Regions from separate parts of the Triticum aestivum genome. Here region 2 is linked to region 1. A link is a contact called in public Hi-C data. All regions are on one chromosome and are shown on one strand. The core of a region is the stretch at or near the end of the contact, and the rest is flanking DNA. Distances in the headings are between cores, read along the strand shown. Region 1 holds the start of LOC123138187. Region 2 has its middle 47 kb from the start of LOC123139431.

Region 1 (3,079 bases), core at 514-3,013:
CGACTTTGTTTGTGCGCTTCCAGCGTATCGGCACAGCACTAAAAACTACCACCGCCGTGGCGCCGTCCCTTCGGGGACATTGGACAAAAACTAGTACCACCTCCCAAATTGCATGCGTGCAATACCAACTACTCCCTCCGCCCCAAATACATACCGTATAAAGCCAATCAAAGAGTCGTTTTTTTCCTGATTCCGACCAAATATATAAAAGAAAATATCAACAACTATAATATTTGGAAAATAAATTATGAAAATATATAGTTTTTGTGAGAAATTATGAAAACATACCTAATGGTGGATATGTTGATATTGATATTATTTATCTTGATATTTGTGTATATATACTTGGTGAAATGTGGATAACATCGACTTTTTGCCTGAATTTATATGCCATCTATTTGGAACGGAGGTAGTAGCTATATTCTCAAGTATGCAAGTCAATTCTTTTTCTTCAGAATATTTTTTTTGTTTGCGCGCCCGCAGTCCATGTTTATCCCATGCTTGCGGATTCTCGTTGAACAACATTTGTTTAGTGAGTATTGACATCACCCGTTGCATTATAGAGTACATTTGTATGGCGTGTCGTACGTGCGTTAGTCATCTGAATTCCAGGTTCAGTGCATGCATCTGCTTTATAGCATGGCGTCAGGAATGGATGGGGACTGTGTGTAGATCAGTACGTAGATGATAGATCCGATACGGCTCAAAGTACATGTGTCGATGTATACAGAGCCATAGCGCTGTGGCTGATTTAACAAATTTGGCCGGTTTTAGCTTGTGCGTGAGGTTCTCCTCGCGCCTGGGTGACCGTGACATGCTGCGACCGGCCGTGAGTTCATTTCAGGAGCAGTAGTAATTAATTAACTGCGTAGATAAAAGTGTGCAAGCTAGTGCCGTTTCGACCGTGCGACGACCGTCTTCTCCTGACTCTCCAGTGAATTCAACTGTTAGTTTTTTTTCTTTTTTTGCCGGGAAAATTCAACTGTTAGCTAGTACCTGTAACCGGAGGAAAAAGTGTTATCTAGCCGTGGAATTCTGTGAGACATGCATGTTAGATCAAGCCTCCGTTGATCCGCAGAAATTCCACAGAGAACAGTCCAATGAACAGCTGAACCAAAAACATTAATCTGCCGCGCGCATGCAGAGAGGGAAATTAAGGCGAACGAACGTGTGCAACATGGCGTACGGCAGAGTCCGTCCTACTCGACCGGAAAGGCACCGGACGGAGCACCAACCAGGCAGAATCGTCCGACCAATATAGACCGGCCGGCCGGTCGCATCGCACGCCCCATTTCGCAACGCCCGTCCAACTGTTTCTGAATCAGCTCGGTACCATCGGAGGCAAAGGATGGAAAAAAAAACTCTATCTGTATCACTTTTTTTTTTGCGAGCCTATTTGTATCACCTTGATGTAGATAAGAACGCCTCTGAAATGCGCATCTAGATAGACGATAGGGTTAAGTTAATTTCAAAAAAAAAATGCCGCCGAAACGATAACGTAGGCTAACGATGCCGCCGCTGATTGCATAGGTGGTCAGAACAACCACGACTCTGCAAGTCTGAGCTAAAATAAAGCTAATCAATTCAGCAGCCCTCGCAAAAAAATAAAAGAAAAAAAAGGTCAGCTTCAGCGGCACTGCTCAGCCAAACTGCTGGTGCTAGAAAATGAAGTGGTGCTACTGTAGATTCTTCAGGTCAATTCCTGCCTGGTTTGCTATAAATGCACACGTCAAACTGACCCCCCTCGGCAAGTTCGCGGACACACGCCGCTAGCCCGCTTGCTATAATTCCTAGACTAGACGCCTCCCGGCGATGTACTCCTGCAACGACCGAGACCGCTCGGCTACGGCGGCGCGTATCATGGAGTCCAGCGCCAAGTACCAGCCATGCAACACGGCGGCAACGCGGACGGCCGGCGGCCAGGTCCCCTCGGACGCGCAGCCGTCCCCGCGGCGCGCCAGGAGGAAGCACCCGGCGTCGGCGTCGCGCCGGTCGTCCACCACCGTGGTGGCGACCGACGTGTCCAACTTCCGCGCCATGGTGCAGGAGCTCACCGGCTTCCCGCCGGCCGCCATCTTCCGGCCGCTGCCTCGCCGGGCCCACGCCGCCGGCCACTCGCTGACCGCCGCCGCGCATGGCTGCGGCGGTGCGCTGCAGGGCCACCGTTCGGACGCGGCAACCACTGCCGGCAGCGTCCCGGCCGTGGCGCACCCGCCGCAGTGCGCACCGCTGGGTGTGTTTGACGGGCTGCCCGACCTCGGGTCGCCGGAGTTCGACACGTGGCCTGACTTGTCCTTCGAATGATAATACAACAGTCCTGGTCGCTAGATTGTTATAATCAAGGGTGACTTGGTAATTTCCTTCTGCTCATGTTTATGTTTGCGTTTGGCAAGTCCTTTTCAAAAACAAAAGGACGTCATTTGTACAGCACACAAGTTTATAGTACATGGCTAAAGTAAAGGGCTTAGCTTTTTCATCAGAAGAAATACATTCCGCCTTTTTGCTATATCTGACAAACATCAAGGAATACATTGAAAGACTCAAACCAAGAAAAGAGAATACATCATGGTATCCAATGTCTTTCAACCCTATCTTCTAGGCCCTGTTTGTTTGGCCTTTTACTTTTACTTTTACGGCTTTTCCATTTTGATAAAAAAAGCCGCATAAGCTCCTAAATAGGGTTTTATGTTTCGGCTATTGGCTTATGAATAATATTCTTATATGATGGTATAAGCCAAAAGCCGAAGCAAAAAACACCTATTTATGAGTTTTCTTTTGACTTTTTGTCAAAGTGAAAAAACTGTAAAAACAGAAGTACAAGCCCAATTAAACAAGACTTTAGCCAACCCACATGAAGAATCCCGTCTACCTCACCGACAGAGAAATTGTAGTCGGAAAGGAGCGGTTGCAAAGACCGAATCATAATCCTAGAAACTACACACACCATTATGGGATATAGGAGCCGCAATAAAAACCTACCGCAAGAGCAAGACATAACACACACTTGAAGAACGTCGACCGGGGCGCGCCTAGTGAACGCAAAGATTTGTTGCAGAACAACCAACATGAAGGAAAAAAA
Region 2 (3,329 bases), core at 142-2,641, 380 kb before region 1:
CGTATGGTACGTGTGACGGCGGGCGGCGGTGCCCACTGAGATCTCCGGCCTGCTATAGGGAACCTGCGGTGGCGCGGTCCTTGGGTTATTTTTGCTCTAAGATGGTGTTCTGCCGGTTGCCTGCCCTCATGGGTCTGGCCATTCACGAGTTCCGGAATGCTCCGCTAAAGATCTTCATTGGGTGCTTGACACTTGTAGATTGTTGGATCGGGTAGGATTCGGTCGTGTGCGCCCCTATTTCAGCCCGAGTGGCTTGAGTAGGGTGTGACATGAAGTTTCGGTATCTGTTGACATTATGAGACACGTCATGGTGGCTGAGGTCTAAGGCCTTGTAACAGCGGATCGAGACTTCGTGGCGATGGTGACTTTGCTTGGTGATTCATGACTCATAGAAGCAGCATCGGCAAATGAAGGCGGGAGCACAGGCAAAGTACAGAGTCTTAGCTTTCAAGGTGAAAACCCCAAGGTATGACCTTAATTGATTGTCCCTGACCTTATTGAAGGCATTGTTTTCATAAACAAAACTTTGCCGCAGAGCAAATTGAGAGGGTGCTTGGATACGTTTTAGTCCCACGACTAAAAATAATGGGACTAAAACTTGCTAGCCTCATCCATGCTTGGATACAAATACTAAATAGACTAAAATCGAGTTAATGAGCATTTATTATCCTCCAAACCATTCAATCCAGAACTCACATGTGTTAAAGGAGAGGAGTTAAATGAGGAGAGAGAGGACTAATCCACATTTTAGTAAGGTTCCCCTGACTAAATTTTTTTAGTCTCAAGACTAGTTCTAGCCTCGCTTTAGTCAGGGATGATTGGAAGTTTAGCCTCTAAAAAAGACTAGTTTTTGTCAGACTAAAAATAGTCCCTTAGATCCAAGCATGCTCTGAACGAAAGAGGTCGAAATCACCGCATCAAATGGGCAATCAACCTTTTTTGAGGTAGTTGTGCACGAAAACCACCTCCGCAACGAAATGCGTCGGTTTGTATGTCCGTCTGGGACCGGTCAGGGTTTAAGTAGGCCGTCTCCGTCAAATCTAGCGCCCGCCCTCCAAATCAAGGCCGATGCGGAGTCGCGCTTGCTGGCGTCACGAGGTAGTTAGTTTGCTAATCGGAGTCGTCGTAGTGTCATCCTGGATTGCCTCGCAACCGACGTGTTGAATACGGTGACGGTGAGCACGGCCGCGCAGCTGTTGCGTCCGTAGCTAATAACTCGAAGGGACTCGAACTCGGTCGTCGTTAACAAACAGGCGACGGACTTGATTAAGGAGGTCCCTTTGATGCGACTCCCAAAACGAAAGGAAAGCAACGCGAGGCATTTGCCACCGGTGTACAAAGCCCATTTCGGTACTGTTCCCGCTTGGGCCATACCGCCGCTTCCTCTTGCCACCGTGGTGGGGGGACATCCTATACGACGCATTCTGCGTCAAACGCGAAACTCGACGCACACTAGTGACGCATGACTGGGCCGGCCCGTCAACGCGAAAACCATTTATGCTTGCTGTATCGTGCGCAACCTAAAAAACCCGGAAAAACAAATACGCCATGCTGGGATTCGATTCCGCGACTACCCAAACACCACAGAGCGAACAGCGACCACCAAGCCACTCAACCACAAAGGTGCTACTGTCTATTTAAGCGCGGAAATATATAACAACAGCCAGCAGGGTTGAGATTTTAGGAAAAAACATTTTAGAAAAAATCTTGAAAATTTTGAACAATATCGAAATGTTCTTGTAAATTTTCTGAAACATAAACATTTTATGAATGACATTCTGAACATATTTTGATAAAGAGAACATTTTCTTAAAACCTGAACAAAGTAAAGATTTGAAAACGAGAACATTTTTTTTGAACTCAATGAAACTTTTTTAAAACACAACATTTTTTGAAATTGTGAACAAAATTTAATAAACAAGAACATTTTTTGAAATTCCTGAAAGAGTTTTTGAAACACGAACATTTTTTGAAATTGTGATTTTTTTAAAACGGTAACATTTTATGAAATTCCAAAACATTTTTTCAAATATTTGAAACCGAGAACATTTTTTTGGATTTACTGAACATTTTTCAAACACATTTTTTCAAATTGTGAACAAAATTTAAAGCAAGAACATTTTTTGATATTCCTCAAAGACTTTTCAAACACTAACATTTTTTGAAATTCTGAACAAAATTTGAAAATAGGAACATTTTATGAAATTCCTGAACATTTTCTCAAAACCTAAACGTAAAAAATATTTGAAAATGAGAACACAATTTTTAATTGACTGAACATTTTTATAACACGAATATTTTTTGAAATTTTGAATAAAATTTAAAACAAGAACGTTTTTCAAATTCCTCAAAGATTTTTTTAAAATTGAACATTTTTTGAAATTGTGAACAAAATTTGAAAATGGGAACTCTTTATGAAATTGAGAGTAAATCTGTAAAACAAGAACATGTTATAAAATTCCGAATAAATATTTGAAATTCTCAAACAAAAGAAACTTGAAAAAAGAAAAAACGAAAGAGCAAAGAAAAAAAGAAAACAGTAAAAGGAAAGAAAATATCTGAACAAAAAAAGAGAAAGAAAAAGAAATAGAAAAAGAAAAGAAACAAAAATGTAAAAAAGAGGAAATAGAAAAACCGGTTCAAGAACCTCCTAGAAGGTTCCCAAAACCATAAAAAACCGGCTGGGAACCACCTAGAAGGTTCCCAAAACCGGATTCGCACAATCGTTTGAACGGGCCGGTCCATCCCAACCCTGGTCGATCTGCCCCTGTGCGTCACGTCGACTGTTTGCCGCAACGAGCGGCAAAGAGGAATTTCCGTGTGAACAAAGCCGATTTCGGCGTTGTTCCCGCTTGGGCCATACCGCCGCTTCCCCAAAGATGGGGTGGGTTGAGAGCACGTCACTTGGAGCGCTCTGGACGCTTTCTTTCGATTTTTTATTTATTTTTCTGCACATGTTTTCTGTTTTTAGATGATTTTTTTGACTTGTCAATTTTTCACCGGTTTTACTTAGCTTTTCGACAAAAAAAATTATGATTTTTTATGTGAAAAAGCCTGTTTTTTCCGCGAGAGGCATGGTGGTGCCTCTCGAAAACGGAACGCATTTTTTTCTTTTGTGAGAGGCACGGTCGTGTCTCTCGAAAACGAAAAACACACATTTTCTCTCTTTTTTTCATTCCGTGAGAGGTTTGATTTTGCTTCGCGAGTGCCTCTCGAAAACGGAAAAAACACATTTTCACCTTTTTCTTTCTTTTGTGAGAGACACGGTTTTGCTTACGCGAGAGACACGGCCGAACCTCCCGGAAACGAAAAAAACATATTTTTTTACA

The links. Hi-C and Micro-C count contacts between places; a contact is called where the count stands out from the background.
Region 2: a Hi-C map of an unstated tissue shows a contact between it and region 1, with 7 times the contacts expected there. The contact joins the enhancer-like site here to the promoter of LOC123138187 in region 1. A contact is called at or near these places in 3 of 5 Hi-C or Micro-C datasets (leaf and an unstated tissue).

Annotation. Positions count from the first base shown.
Region 1 is chr6B:588,010,784-588,013,862 of IWGSC CS RefSeq v2.1, reverse strand. It overlaps LOC123138187, which reads left to right and starts at 1,763. Exons shown (of 1, transcript XM_044558109.1): 1 at 1,763-2,445. The coding sequence starts at 1,813. The coding sequence ends at 2,304.
Region 2 is chr6B:588,394,408-588,397,736 of IWGSC CS RefSeq v2.1, reverse strand. No RefSeq gene overlaps it. Among protein-coding and RNA genes, the nearest start is that of LOC123139431, 47 kb to the right of the region's middle. Within about 2 kb of position 1,391, at least 6 of the 8 cell types and tissues checked have an H3K27ac peak or open chromatin away from gene starts, as enhancers often do. A contact at or near this core is called in leaf, where this site is marked.